Regions from separate parts of the Mus musculus genome. Here region 2 is linked to region 1. A link is a contact called in public Hi-C data. All regions are on one chromosome and are shown on one strand. The core of a region is the stretch at or near the end of the contact, and the rest is flanking DNA. Distances in the headings are between cores, read along the strand shown.

Region 1 (6,243 bases), core at 1,003-3,502:
CCTGGAGATGCAGATGAGCAGGGCTCCAGCTCAGTGTCAGGAGGGTGCAGATGTTCCTCACAGGGAAACAACAGACTCCAGGAGACAGCTTAGCTTTACAAAGTAATAGCGACATTTACATGGAAAATATTCATAGCTGAGAGAATAAAGGGCTTTAACCTCTGTTCGGTGCCTCTGGAGAGACGTAATTACACAAAGCACTAAACAACAGCTGACTATAAACTGTTTTGAGGAAGACTCCTATCTTTTTAAGAACCCCCACTCAATCCAATAGCCTTTACTCTTTGCTTAGAGAGCGCTAGCGATGGAGTAAGTACGTCAGCAGGCCTTGAGCAATTATTCCAACAGATAAGAGAGATCAAAACAGGTATTCAGGCTGTGAAGTTTTGGGCAAAGGAACAAAAGGACACAGCATTCTACAAAGAGTTTAAGCTATCATATGTTAAGTTTAAAAATAACTTAATTGAAGCCATTACCTTATCAAAAAATCTACTGAGCTTGACAGCATTGGAGGAGCCTGCAGCTGAGGACCGTGGGTTTGTGCAATCCTGGAAGACAAAGGCGCACAGAGAAAAGCCAGGAGTGAGGCTCCAGTGCCATTCTGTATAAGTCATCGGAATGCTCACAAAATACAAAGCAATACTCAGATTATGATACGTGAGCAGGAAGGCAAAGAAGGTGCAGCCATTTAGTCCTGTCATCTGAGCAATATTGGAGGATACTAACTCCACACACCCATCATTAATTACTAGCATATTGTTAACAAAACCAAGGGACTGATCAGGTGACCTGCATATGTTAACAAAATCACATCAACAGGATTTATGTAAACACGTACTGCAGACCAGGGACTAAGTGTTTAACGAGTTAAGAACTATGCAGTCTGTATAATAGTTGGAAACATGAAAATAAGATTTAGCCAAAGAACAAACAGTTGTAAGGAATTTCTCCCTTTCTTCATATAACAAAAGGCATACTGGTTCTGATAATAATAGATATATTATCTAGGAAGATTCTTTACGTAGGAAGCACAGAGCTCAGAGGAGGCTGCACAGCCTGGGACACTAAGTCATCACAACACCTTGTAAATAACAGCGAGTCAGCTTTGATCTTTACCTCAAATGCCACCAAGACCAAATTGTACAGGTATCATTCAGACTCCTTCATAAAGATAAGTGTCTTGCAAGCATCTGTGGGCCCTCCGTGCCTCTTGAGCAGTTTCTGAAATGATTCTTGCTGTAACAGCCAGGCCCACATATTTCCTTCTAATCCATTTAGTAGCAATGTCAACACAGCATTTCAAGGATTGCCCTTTAAACAATGGCAGCAACTATAACAGTTCTCACCCCCCCCGCCCCCCCCCCCCGCCAGGAGTGGGGAGGTAGGAAAGGGGGCTAACTGCTTATAATTACAATAGTTTCCAAAGATCATAAAATACTAGGGGAATCAGCATCTTGGAGGCCAGTAATCTCTGTCTTCAAGTATCTGTGCCAACGTTTCCAGATTGTGTACCCTGCTTAAGTCATTATGGCTCTAAAGTTGGGCTTACTCATTTGTGAAACGGAGATGATTCTATTCAGAGTTTTGTGAAATGCAAAGAGGTACTGCACGCCTGTCACACAGCAGGCACTGGGGCATCAGTTCTCTTTCTCATTGTTACAAATGCTATCAGACTGAATTTTCAAGCACAGAAACATTTAATTTAATACAGATAATCCCATGTGTGGATTAACTACCCGGGTATCTCACCGTGTACACACTGCTGAATTTGCAATAATGTTTGAACACATTTCTGTACCAGTTGGGACAGATGAGAAATCAACCTTAGACCTGCATTAGATGGTTTTGCGAAATGGTTATTGATTACCTCATCAGAACATTTAATGACGACTCTAAGTAAGAGTTAAAATTACTAAATAAAAAAAAACCCTAAATCAAATGGCAATCAAACAAGTTGCCATCTCCCCCATAAAATTAACTACTGGGCTCCACAATTTAGGTTGAGCAGGAAATCTGAAACTACATCCTTTTTAGGATGAAAATTTTGGAGCTGAAAAAGCCATCTGCCATTGATCATGGCTGAGGGAGAGCCTGAAAATCAGAAGCTCTAAACAGCTTGTGTGAATGTGGAAAACGACCAGAAACTAAATAAACACACATGAGAAAATAGACTATATACGTAATAACCCTAGTGCCTACTTTTAGTTAAATAATTTGCATTTACAAAGGCATAGAGAAATCCTGACTCCACTCTTGATACATGTGTGTTGGATTCAGGCTTCTTTGTAGGCGTAATGGTGAGCTAGCACTAATGCTACCACCATATTAGTCTCAGTTTGAGGTTCTACGTTTGCTTGTCTGACTCTATTTTCAATTCTCATATTCATCTGCCTTCCTGCACTTTAATTTTTTGTATCCTCATTAGCCACTTCTAGTATTGTTTCTGTTGTGTTGTGAAAGGACACACTGACAAACTAAAGACATGTCATATGTAAGTCCTTGGGAGACTGTCCTACTGCTTATCTTTTGGTTTTGCTAACAGCTGAAGCCGGCCTAGCCTCTGTAAGATAAGGACAAATAATGTGTCTAGCTGGTTGTCAGAGACACCAGTAGGCACTAGACAAAGATACATTCAGAAACATATTCAAGTTACTACTGGAACTAAACATGCATATTTAATGGCAAATAATGTGCAAATAAAGTCACTGCAGCACTAATCTACAGAGATAGCACACTTTTATAATCTATATGGTAGGGAGCCACTTGAGCACTAGGATCCAACACTGACTACCGGGGTATTTACATTGACCATTCCATGGTGGTAAATGCAAACAGGGGGCACATTCCACTGTACAATAAAATATAAGAAACAATGGAGGGCAGGCAGAGACTGAACCAGACAGGTAGAGGCAATGTTTACAGATGTTAATTCACTGAGCAAAAGGTATCAGACTCACTTGAATGATCTGGCGGAGGCTCCAGCTCAGTGGTAAAGTGTTTCTCATGTGTAAGGCTCAGTACCACATTACAAAACAAAGCATTAACAGTGAGCTCCTGCCAGCATTCTGAGCACAAAGCTCTGACTTGAAGAGCAGTCATTATAAACATTCATAGGTGCTGTTGGTAATATAACTATGCAGTGAGCTTTGGGTAACTGTTGATATAAATGATTTCAAAGCACCTTCATTTTAAATCTTAGTTGAAGGGTAATCAAGTGGGAAAGGGACTTAAGTTGTATAGTCGGAGCGCCTTATTTGACTTCATCTTTAAAATGGAGCTAGAAGTACCTACATTACGTGTGATGTGATACCTGTAAACCTTACAACTGCATCTGGAGAACAGCTGCCCTCCAAGTGCTGGCCACTGGCTCAGTCAGCACTGCACACCTGAACAACAGTGTACTGACAGCGTGGCAATCCTGCTTATGAGCATCGATAACTCATCTCCACCTCCGAGGCTGCGGGCGAGGTCTTGTTCTGGGGAGTGGGAATTGGTTTATATGCGTTGTTTCCTAGCTCGTTAGCATTCTGTTCTAATTAAGCTAGCTATCACAGAGTTTCTATATGTAAGACTTTATATACATCAGTCCTTATGACACATTCCTGGTTTACAGTGTGCAACTTCCTCATACATCTGCTTGTGTGCCCTTCAAATTAAGCAGTTGTGGTAAGCAGTTAAGAGGTTTTTTTCTTTCATTTTACTTATTTTATTTTATTTTGGTTTTCTGAGACAGGCTTTCTCTGTCTCCTGGAACTCACTCAGAGATCCATCTGCCTCTGCCTCCTGAGTGCTGGGATTAAGAGCTTTTTTTTTTTCTTCCAAAAACAACAATAACCAATGTATGCCTTAATTGATAGGATTATTTTGAGTTTGGTATGCTTTTTAAGTTTTTTCAAAAAAGAGGCTATGATTTGTACTATTCGCAGAATATAGCTTGAGGATTCCAACAGCCCAGTGTACAAGTTCAAAGTGAAAGAGACCTTCATGTGATAGTCTAGACAGGCTGACTCTGATTTGTTCTGGATTGGTGAGCTGCGGATTTGAGTATAAAGCTGCTTTGCCTAGAATATAACCTAGACACACATTGGTGAAAGTACATACCAAATTAATCTCTTCAGCATTGAAGTCCTCAGCCAGGAAAGCAGTCCTGATTAAAACTTCATGGCGCTTGGTTTCATGAATCTGGTCCAGTTTAGTCCCTATTACCAACAGTGGGATTTGGTTATCAGCAAACTGTTCTCGGTCATAATCCCTGTGGTAAATAACCATGAAGAGGAGAATAGAATTTACCTTCCCAACGTAGATGTGTATTCTTTAAATGCAAGGTGCTTACACAACTTTAGTGATAATTAACTTATTGCTGCTCATCGTCACCTATAAATCTTTTTTCTCCTGCTATCTTTAATGTATCTTCATGATCAGCCCATCATCTATTGAATTCCAACTCTTCATCTTATTATTCAAAGTCTGTTTCTGTGTCTCTTTATAGCAGATAACTAGGATGGCTGAGGGCCTACCAAGTACACCATGATCATGTGACTCAAGTGTCCATAATGCAGTGTCTTCAGTAGGTAACAGCTTCAAAAATTTTCAGTGTGAAAGAAGGAAGTAGATTTAAAGCTCAGTGTGTGGAAAACCCAGGAGCCTAGCAAGGAATGCAGGCACTTCATGCACAAATCCTCCAGCTTGCATATGTATTCCTGGCTATGAGTAATTAAAAAAACCTTTTCAGAGTGAAAAGAGCTGGGGAAGCGGCGCCTGAGTGAGACACAGCTTGGATGGAAGCGGAGGAAAACTGCTGAAATGTTAAAAGCATGATTCTAAAAGGCAAGACGACCAGTACCAAAGAATTATCCTTACATGACAGTCATAAGAGACAGAGGATCGGCCATCAGAATCTCTTAGTGTTAGAAGGGGGTCTATTATAATTCAGTTTCTTCCCATTTTTACCCAAAGGATTGAGTAGCAATTACAAATGATAGTTCTCACTACTGAAAGGAACATAAAGTCCACTGTTGTTAATTAATTGAAATTCTATTTGCCTATTAGAAGCAAAGTAGATCTAGACTTCTAACACGTTATAAGTTCAATTTACAGCAGTCAGCAAACCTGCTTTTGAACAATCGATGCTGTATAATCCAATCAATAAAACCCACTGGAGCGCGGCTCCTTTTCCGGCTTAGCACTCCTCTGTCTTTTGGAGCACTCTAACTGAGCTGGGCGGAGAGGGTCACTCACTAGGTCTCCCCACCTTTCACACTCATCTTGCAGAGCCTCAGCTGTAGTTGTGTCTCAGAACAGAGTTGTTTTGAATTTACATATCTGTTTTATTTGTATGGAAACCAACACAAGTTCAAGGCCTATGAACTAGTACCTGGTTACCTACATACTCCTCACTTGGGAGACATGGTTTGGATTGAAATTTAAATTATAGAGAATAAGGTTTTCAGGGTACCACCCTTCAGGATTATTTCTTTTTCTTATATTCACAAATTCTTTCTTGAAAAGTTTTGTGTTTTCTATCAAATACTATCTTTAATATACATAATCTCTGCTATTTAAAATCGTATATACTCTTTTGTAGATTACCATGTAAGTATATATACCTTGATCTTTCATTTTTCTTTTTAGCTTTTCATTTTTTCAAGAACTATATTCATTGAAACACAGATGTATATAATGACTCACCTCTTAAATATTAACTTTAAAAGAAAATTATACCACATTGTCTTTGATGTTTCTTATCACCTCTTTCACTAAAAATCATACATCCAATTGAAATTAGACCTGGATATAATCATTATGTGAAAAACTGACGGAGAATTTTATTATGGACAGCTATGGCTAGAACTTCTCTAAAAAACACATAATTTTATATGCACAATAATTCTCTGAGAAACGAAAACAGCAGCTATGCATACTCTTAATACTATAACTAAAATAAAGAAGGTTTAAGATGCAAGAAATAAAAGATACAATAGGGCTTTCGATTTGCTGTTTTACTTTTTAAAGTGGTGCTAAGGATGAACCTAGGTCCTTATGTATGCTAGGGAAATGCTCTACTGAGCTAGAGCTACAGCCCTTTTCATGGATGCTGTATGCAAATACATGCACACTCCTTTACACGCTCTCTTGCACATTACAAGGGAAATGATGTATATTCTCTGCATCTTGATTTGCATTCTCTGTAGATCTCTATTTTCCTACATAGAAACATTCCTGATGCTTTCTTAAATAGTTAAA
Region 2 (6,243 bases), core at 2,316-4,815, 250 kb before region 1:
TGAAGGGGAAAAAAACAAAACAAAACAAAAACAGCTATAAAAAGAAGCAGAGTTCTGAGCCAGGAAGTGACTCCGACCCTTTCAAGGTAAGAAAGGTGGACTGCACTTATTCACCGAACTGGCATTTACTACTGTTGCTCACCAAGTTTTCCATACTAGGCAAAACCAACATGGGTATTACAGCAACTCCTGGGAATTTGCTTAGAATCACACAATTACCATGGACAAGCTGAGCCTAGAAGTCAGATTTTTAGTCTAATTAATGTTACCATATGGTAGCATACATACTTCTAATGCAGACCTCCAGCGTGAAGGGATCCTAACAGGATCAGGTTTTAGGTTTCAAGTTGGTACATTTTCCCTTAAATGCAATAAGTTAGGGTCTAACCCATTTCCAGGATACAGGGCAGCTTGATAGAAGGGAGAAGAGAAAAGCCCATGGCCATTGTATTCACATTCATATTAAGAATGAAGATTTATTAAAGTCTTGCTTACTTCTCAAGGCTTATTTTGCCTTTCAAATGCCATTTAAAAACAAAACTCAAAGCTGACACTCTGTCTGATAATTTAAAAATCTGCATACCCTTTGACCCAGAAGGTGCCCAGTGGCCATCAATTCTAAAAAATAAAGGGTATTTGTAAAATGATACTATTGTTGTGGTAAACAACCCCAGAGAACTACTTAAATATCCATCTCTTAGGAAATGAATGAATAAATTTACATTTCTAAATATTACACAGTTGTTTTAAAATGAGCTAAAAAAAAATCTATGCTGATATGGGTGGCTTCCATGGCCCACCAAAGGCTGCAAAGTAAATTGCACAGACCTATGTGTGGAAATGTTATTTTGTATAAAATAGATAGGGGAAAGTCTAGTGTTTAGAAAAGTTGTTAGTGCCAGTTACCTAAGACTAATGAGAACTGAGCGCCATTAGTACAAATGTCTAAATACCTATGCTATTTAACACACAAACAATTAGTAACTTTTTAATTTAAAGAAAAGTTTAAAATGTAATACCATACCTAATTTCATGTATTGCAATACAGTTTACATATTAAGTAACACTGCAATGGAGTGACTTCATAGAGTTTTAAGTTGAAGGAAAAAAGGAACCATTTACTCTTACAGAGTCTCCCCTCAGAACATTTTTTTTAGGTCACTTTTTCAAAGTGGGTCAATGTGACGAATATACTTGTGACTAGCCATGTGACCTCTTGTTACACCAGCAGTCAGTGGAATTACAAAGATTGTTCAACTATCACAACCACTATCTCAAAGGATGGACACACGTTGGATTCGTATGGAAAACTACACAATTCTTGCTCCTTCAGATGCAGCACAAAAACAAATAAACCCAAAATTCAAAAGGTAGAAACTATGACAGACTAGAAACTAGACAAAATATTGATGTACATCCTTTCATGACTCATGCGTCCCTCTGTCCATCCTACCTCACCGATGACTGCATCGTAGCACCCCTTCCTCTCTCAACCTCAACTGTACCCTCCTGTACACCTCTCTGTGTTATATGTGTGGTCTAGGATCCACATGGGAAGGAGAACATGCGTTTTGTTTTTCTTCCTGAGCCTGAATCATCTCACTTAATAGTACACCTTCTAGGTCCATCTATTTTCCTACACATTTCATTTTTCTTTAAAGATAAATAATATTTCTTTTTATATCATTTTAAAAACTATTATTTTATGTATGTGAGCGTACTGTCACACCAGTAGAGGGCATTGGATCCCATTACAGATAGTAGTGAGCCCCTAGGACCTCTTTGAACTCAGGACCTCTGGAAGAGCTGTCAGTGCTCTTAATCACTGAGCCATCTCTCCAGCCCTGAATAATTATTCATTGTCTATATGTCCCACATTTCCATCATCTGTTCATATGCTGATGGACAACCAGACTGGTTCTATTTTCTTGTTAACATCATTTTTTTTTCTTTTTTTTTCTTTTTCTTTCTTTTTTGGTGTTCATGTATGTATTGAGGCCAAAGATCCATATTGTGTTGTCCTTGGTTGTTTTCAGTATAACTTTCTGAGATAGAGTTATCACTATGCCTGGAGCTCATGATTTGGCTGGAATGGTTAGTCAGTGAACTCCATGGATTTGCCTCCTCTCGCCCAGCACTGCGGTCAGTGCCTCCTGCTGCCATGCCAGTCATCTGTGTAGGTCCTGAGGCTGTGATGGCAGCAAGCGCATCTCCTACTGAGCAAGTTCTCAAGGACCCCCTAAACAGTCAGCACCCCCCATGCCTGACACCAGGACTCACCTCAATGCAGAGGCACGTGGGCTCCCCCTTCTCTGTGACGGCACATTCCCTGCCAGCTCCACAAAACACATTGGCGCAGATCTTGGATTTGCTTCTAGGTTCCTCCTAAAACACAGATCATAAAGGATGCCACGTTACTGAGATGAGCCCATCACAGGATGAAACATTGGTGGTAATGACCTTTCAGGCTTGGGGCTTCCGTGTGCCAAAAGTTATCTTTTAGCATCAGACTCACAGGCATTGTTCTGGCTCAGGTACAGGCACTGAAGATTGTTCCCCTGTGAAGAGTGACTTTCTTGCATCCTTCCTCATTAAAAAAAAATACGGTTTGAGCATTTGTGATAAAGCCAGCACTATGCTAAGGGCTAGAGCTACACAGGGCAATCTTTGATCTCATGAACTCTGTGACTCTCAGGGAGGAACACATATACGGAAGGGCCACAGTGGGTGCTCTGGGGAGCAGGGGTGTATGGGAGAATCAGATGGCCCTTTCTGAAGATTCCACACCTTAACTGTCTCTTTAAGGATGAGAAGTCTAAGCTAGGAAGAAATGGAAACACTGGAGACACATCCAGACATCTTAACACCAAGGTATTTACTGCAATACCATCTGAAAGGACCGAAGGATGGTCACCATGTGGATATGCTATGATATCCAGCCACTCTCTGTGTGTACCCAGGCTACAAGATGAAGAGGACCAAACCCACTCCAAAAAGAGTATGGCCCCCAAGCTTCTTGCTGGTCAGGTTTCCTGTTCAGACAGATGTTACAGAACTGCAGGGAGAGGAAGGTCTGTATGCCACATGTGGATTGTGATAGGACCAGTTTGTTGGTGGTACATTCCTTTACTCCCACGACATTCACCCCCCAGCTCTGTGGTAGTGGTGGATAAACAAAGACAGGGATTCCCCCGGGGCCTCTGTTCCGCCAGGCTGGGCTGGCTGAATCACCCAAGGCTTCCAGGCCTTAGACGACTGGGCTGGAGCTGGTTACAAAACAACAAAGACAGAAGAGGCCTACGAATGACTTGGGTAACAGCAAAGTCCACATTTCCAGCCCTTGCCTACAGTGTATCTAAAGAACTCATACCTACAAGGCTTACTGTAACAGTAAATGTTTTAAACGGGGGAACCAGACACACACACACACACACACACACACACACACACACACACACACACACACACACACACACGGAAACAAAGTAGAGGCTTGAGAGGTGATGGGTCCATAATAGCTGCTCTGCTGCCACTTGGAGGCTGCTCTGCAAACTCCAGGTTATTCTTGTCTCCCATAAGCCCCCTTGCCTGCCATGCAGAGCTCTCATTGGTCTAGAACTCATTTGCATGCTCAGATCTCATTGGCTTAAATGCTGTTGCTAAACTAATTTTTTTTTTTAAAATGTTGCTAAGGAGAATTCAAAAAAGCTGGCAGACAGTGAAGAAAAGAGGAAGTAATTCCCAGAAGGGTGGAGGATGGATTTAGATCTTTGTTTCCTAAACAGAGAGGGGGAATAAAATTGAGCAAACTCTTCAGACAGACAGGGCTCTCCCTCTTGTGGGAGCTGTGTCTCCGAGCAAAAAGCAGAGCCAGAAGGGAATAGAAAAAGACAGTGCTGATTGTTATAAAAGACAATTCCAGTGGCCTCTTCAACTTCCCTGAGCTGAACACTTTAACCCCTGGGCCTATCACAGGAGCTGAAGATACACAAATGCACAAATCAGTGAGCTTTGGCATATGTCTGCATTCAAGGAAAAACTCAAATGTTCCCAGTGTGTACTTAACTAGTCCCTCTGATCCTTTAAACTACACATCTCCTCGTCTGTGGGGCAGGAGAAAATGGTGGGTGGGGGAGGGGGCGAGCATGATCAAGGGGACACCTTACAGGGCTGCTTGCAGAAGATCCTGCCGAGTTCAGAGCCTCATCTTGTCTCATGTGCATGTTTATTGTTTAGTTATTGGTGTGTGGGAGGGGCACACCAGTCAGGGCAAGTTTGTGGAGGTCAGAGGATGGCTTTTTGGGTGTGTGTGTGTGTGTGGGGGGGGTTCTCTTTCCATCGGGTGAGTTCCAGAGATTGACCTCTGGCCCTCTGGCCTGGCTACAAGTGTTTTTACCCAATGAGCTACCCCCTCTTCTCTCCTACTGTGGTAAATATTCCTAATAAACACTATTATGTGGAATCTGAATTCAACCCAAGTCATTTGCACAGGTAGCTCACTGACGTTATGTTTGGAGGAGAACACCTTTTTCTTTCACCCTAACAACTAGTACTTGAAGAGTGCAATTAAAAACGTGAATGTTTTCACACACAGCATTTCACCTTACTGCATGGCTAACCTGAGAAGAGCATGCATATGATTATTAGCTCCATTTTACAAACGAGCAATTTGAGGCCCCAAAAGGTCAAATAATTTGCCTAAGTTCCCCAAACTAAAAAGAGAGAGAGAGAGAGAGAGAGAGAGAGAGAGAAACCTCTATTCAGCCCACGGGTAACTAAGAATCCATTTGTAAACACCTGGCTTCCCTCAAAGTGACCTACTATGGTTGGTGCTACTTAAGCGCTCTATATGTTCCTAATTCCAGAGTCATATTATCCCTCTTTTACAGGTAGGAAAGCTGACTTGAGAGGCCCAGTAACAAAAAGCGATAGAGTTGGATGTTCCTCCAACCAAAGGCAAATGATTCCTTTATGTTTGGTTGATTCTTACATCCGTATGCATTAAGGTTAGGGAAACTATAATGGGAATATGGATGTTACAATAGCAAGTGTAAGGCGTTTAGATCCCATATGCAGCACTCATACCCAGCCCCCTTCTTTATCTGCCACGAGTATTCTCTTGCAACCCCCTTCCTTGGGTGCAGACATAAAACATTGAAGGTTAGAATTGTCTTGAGAATTAACTGAGCCGCGCCATGTGCTGTGTAACAGGAAGCGACTGTCACTACAGGGGGTGATTTATTTTCAGTTTCCCCTGCGAAATGATGTCACTGTCACCTTGGACTGTCATGTCCCCATTCTTCCCTGTCTCATTGACAGTGGAAAGGTACGCCAGTGCCGAACTGACAGGATGCAAAATGCAAAGGGCCCAGCAACCCCTGGAGGGCCTTTCATACAGCAGAGATGGAGGAGGCTCTGGTTATATAAGCGGTCTCTTTGCAGGTGATATATCTGTCAATAGGTGGCAATCTCTCTCTTTGTCTCACACAGCCCTGAGCCGCATTGCAGAAGAGCCTTCCTGGCTGCTGCAGCCCCGCTCTGTCCTTTCAGTGAGAAATACAGGCGTGAGGGAGAGGAGGGTAGACCCGCCAGGGACACAGGCAGAAGGATCTGCCAGTGTGGGAAGGCTGTCTATTCTGTGGTGCTCAAAGCCATTCCGTCACCTCCTCACAGTGAGTATGCTTGATTACAGACGTCAAGGTCAAAAATGAAGGGCACTTCCTCTAGGGAAGCATTTCTTTGTGCCATTCAAAGCTGTCCATTAAACCCCAACATCTTTGAGAAGCCAAAGTATTGGAGCCATTCCTTAAGGCTGTTGGAAAGTTCCTTAGAGTCATAAGTGGGCTTCTGTGGAGTGGCTGGTTCTGGCCAGAAAGTCTAAGGTAGTAACCTAGTCAGGGGTTGCAAAGGCCTTAGGCCACGGGCTGACATACTGATGCTAACTCAGCACCCACAACAGTGCGCGCCTCTGCAGACATCTGTGCTCACCATTCCTGTTCAGGTGTTGGCATTTTCAGTTGCATGTAACAAATGAGGAGTATTTGGGACTCAGAAAAGCTCCGTGGAAGCACCAGCGACAGGCAAGTCACGAAAGGGACACAAGTTGACCTAGTCCCTGAGTCTCCACAGTCCCTTCTCAAGTAAAGCCAAGAGAGGGTGCTGCAGGCAGAGGGGCCAGCTGCACGGCCTGGCACAGGGATGGCGTGCAGCTCTTTCACTATTTACACTGTTTACACTGTCATC

Evidence for each region. A called contact is a pair of places that touch in the nucleus more often than the background predicts.
Region 2: a Hi-C map of cortical neurons shows a contact between it and region 1, with 4 times the contacts expected there. The contact joins two enhancer-like sites. A contact is called at or near these places in 2 of 484 Hi-C or Micro-C datasets (both in cortical neurons) and 1 of 9 other capture datasets (adipose tissue).

The regions. Positions count from the first base shown.
Region 1 is chr16:37,561,625-37,567,867 of GRCm38.p6, reverse strand. Rabl3 (RAB, member RAS oncogene family-like 3) reads right to left here. Exons shown (of 8, transcript NM_001042499.1): 5 at 4,102-4,252; 6 at 477-548. Among named protein-coding and RNA genes, the nearest start is that of Hgd, 15 kb to the left of the region's middle. Within about 2 kb of position 2,252, at least 15 of the 459 cell types and tissues checked have an H3K27ac peak or open chromatin away from gene starts, as enhancers often do. A contact at or near this core is called in cortical neurons, where this site is marked.
Region 2 is chr16:37,811,848-37,818,090 of GRCm38.p6, reverse strand. It overlaps Fstl1 (follistatin-like 1), which reads right to left. Exons shown (of 11, transcript NM_008047.5): 3 at 2,281-2,385. Among named protein-coding and RNA genes, the nearest start is that of Gm41452, 35 kb to the left of the region's middle. Within about 2 kb of position 3,565, at least 176 of the 459 cell types and tissues checked have an H3K27ac peak or open chromatin away from gene starts, as enhancers often do. A contact at or near this core is called in cortical neurons, where this site is marked.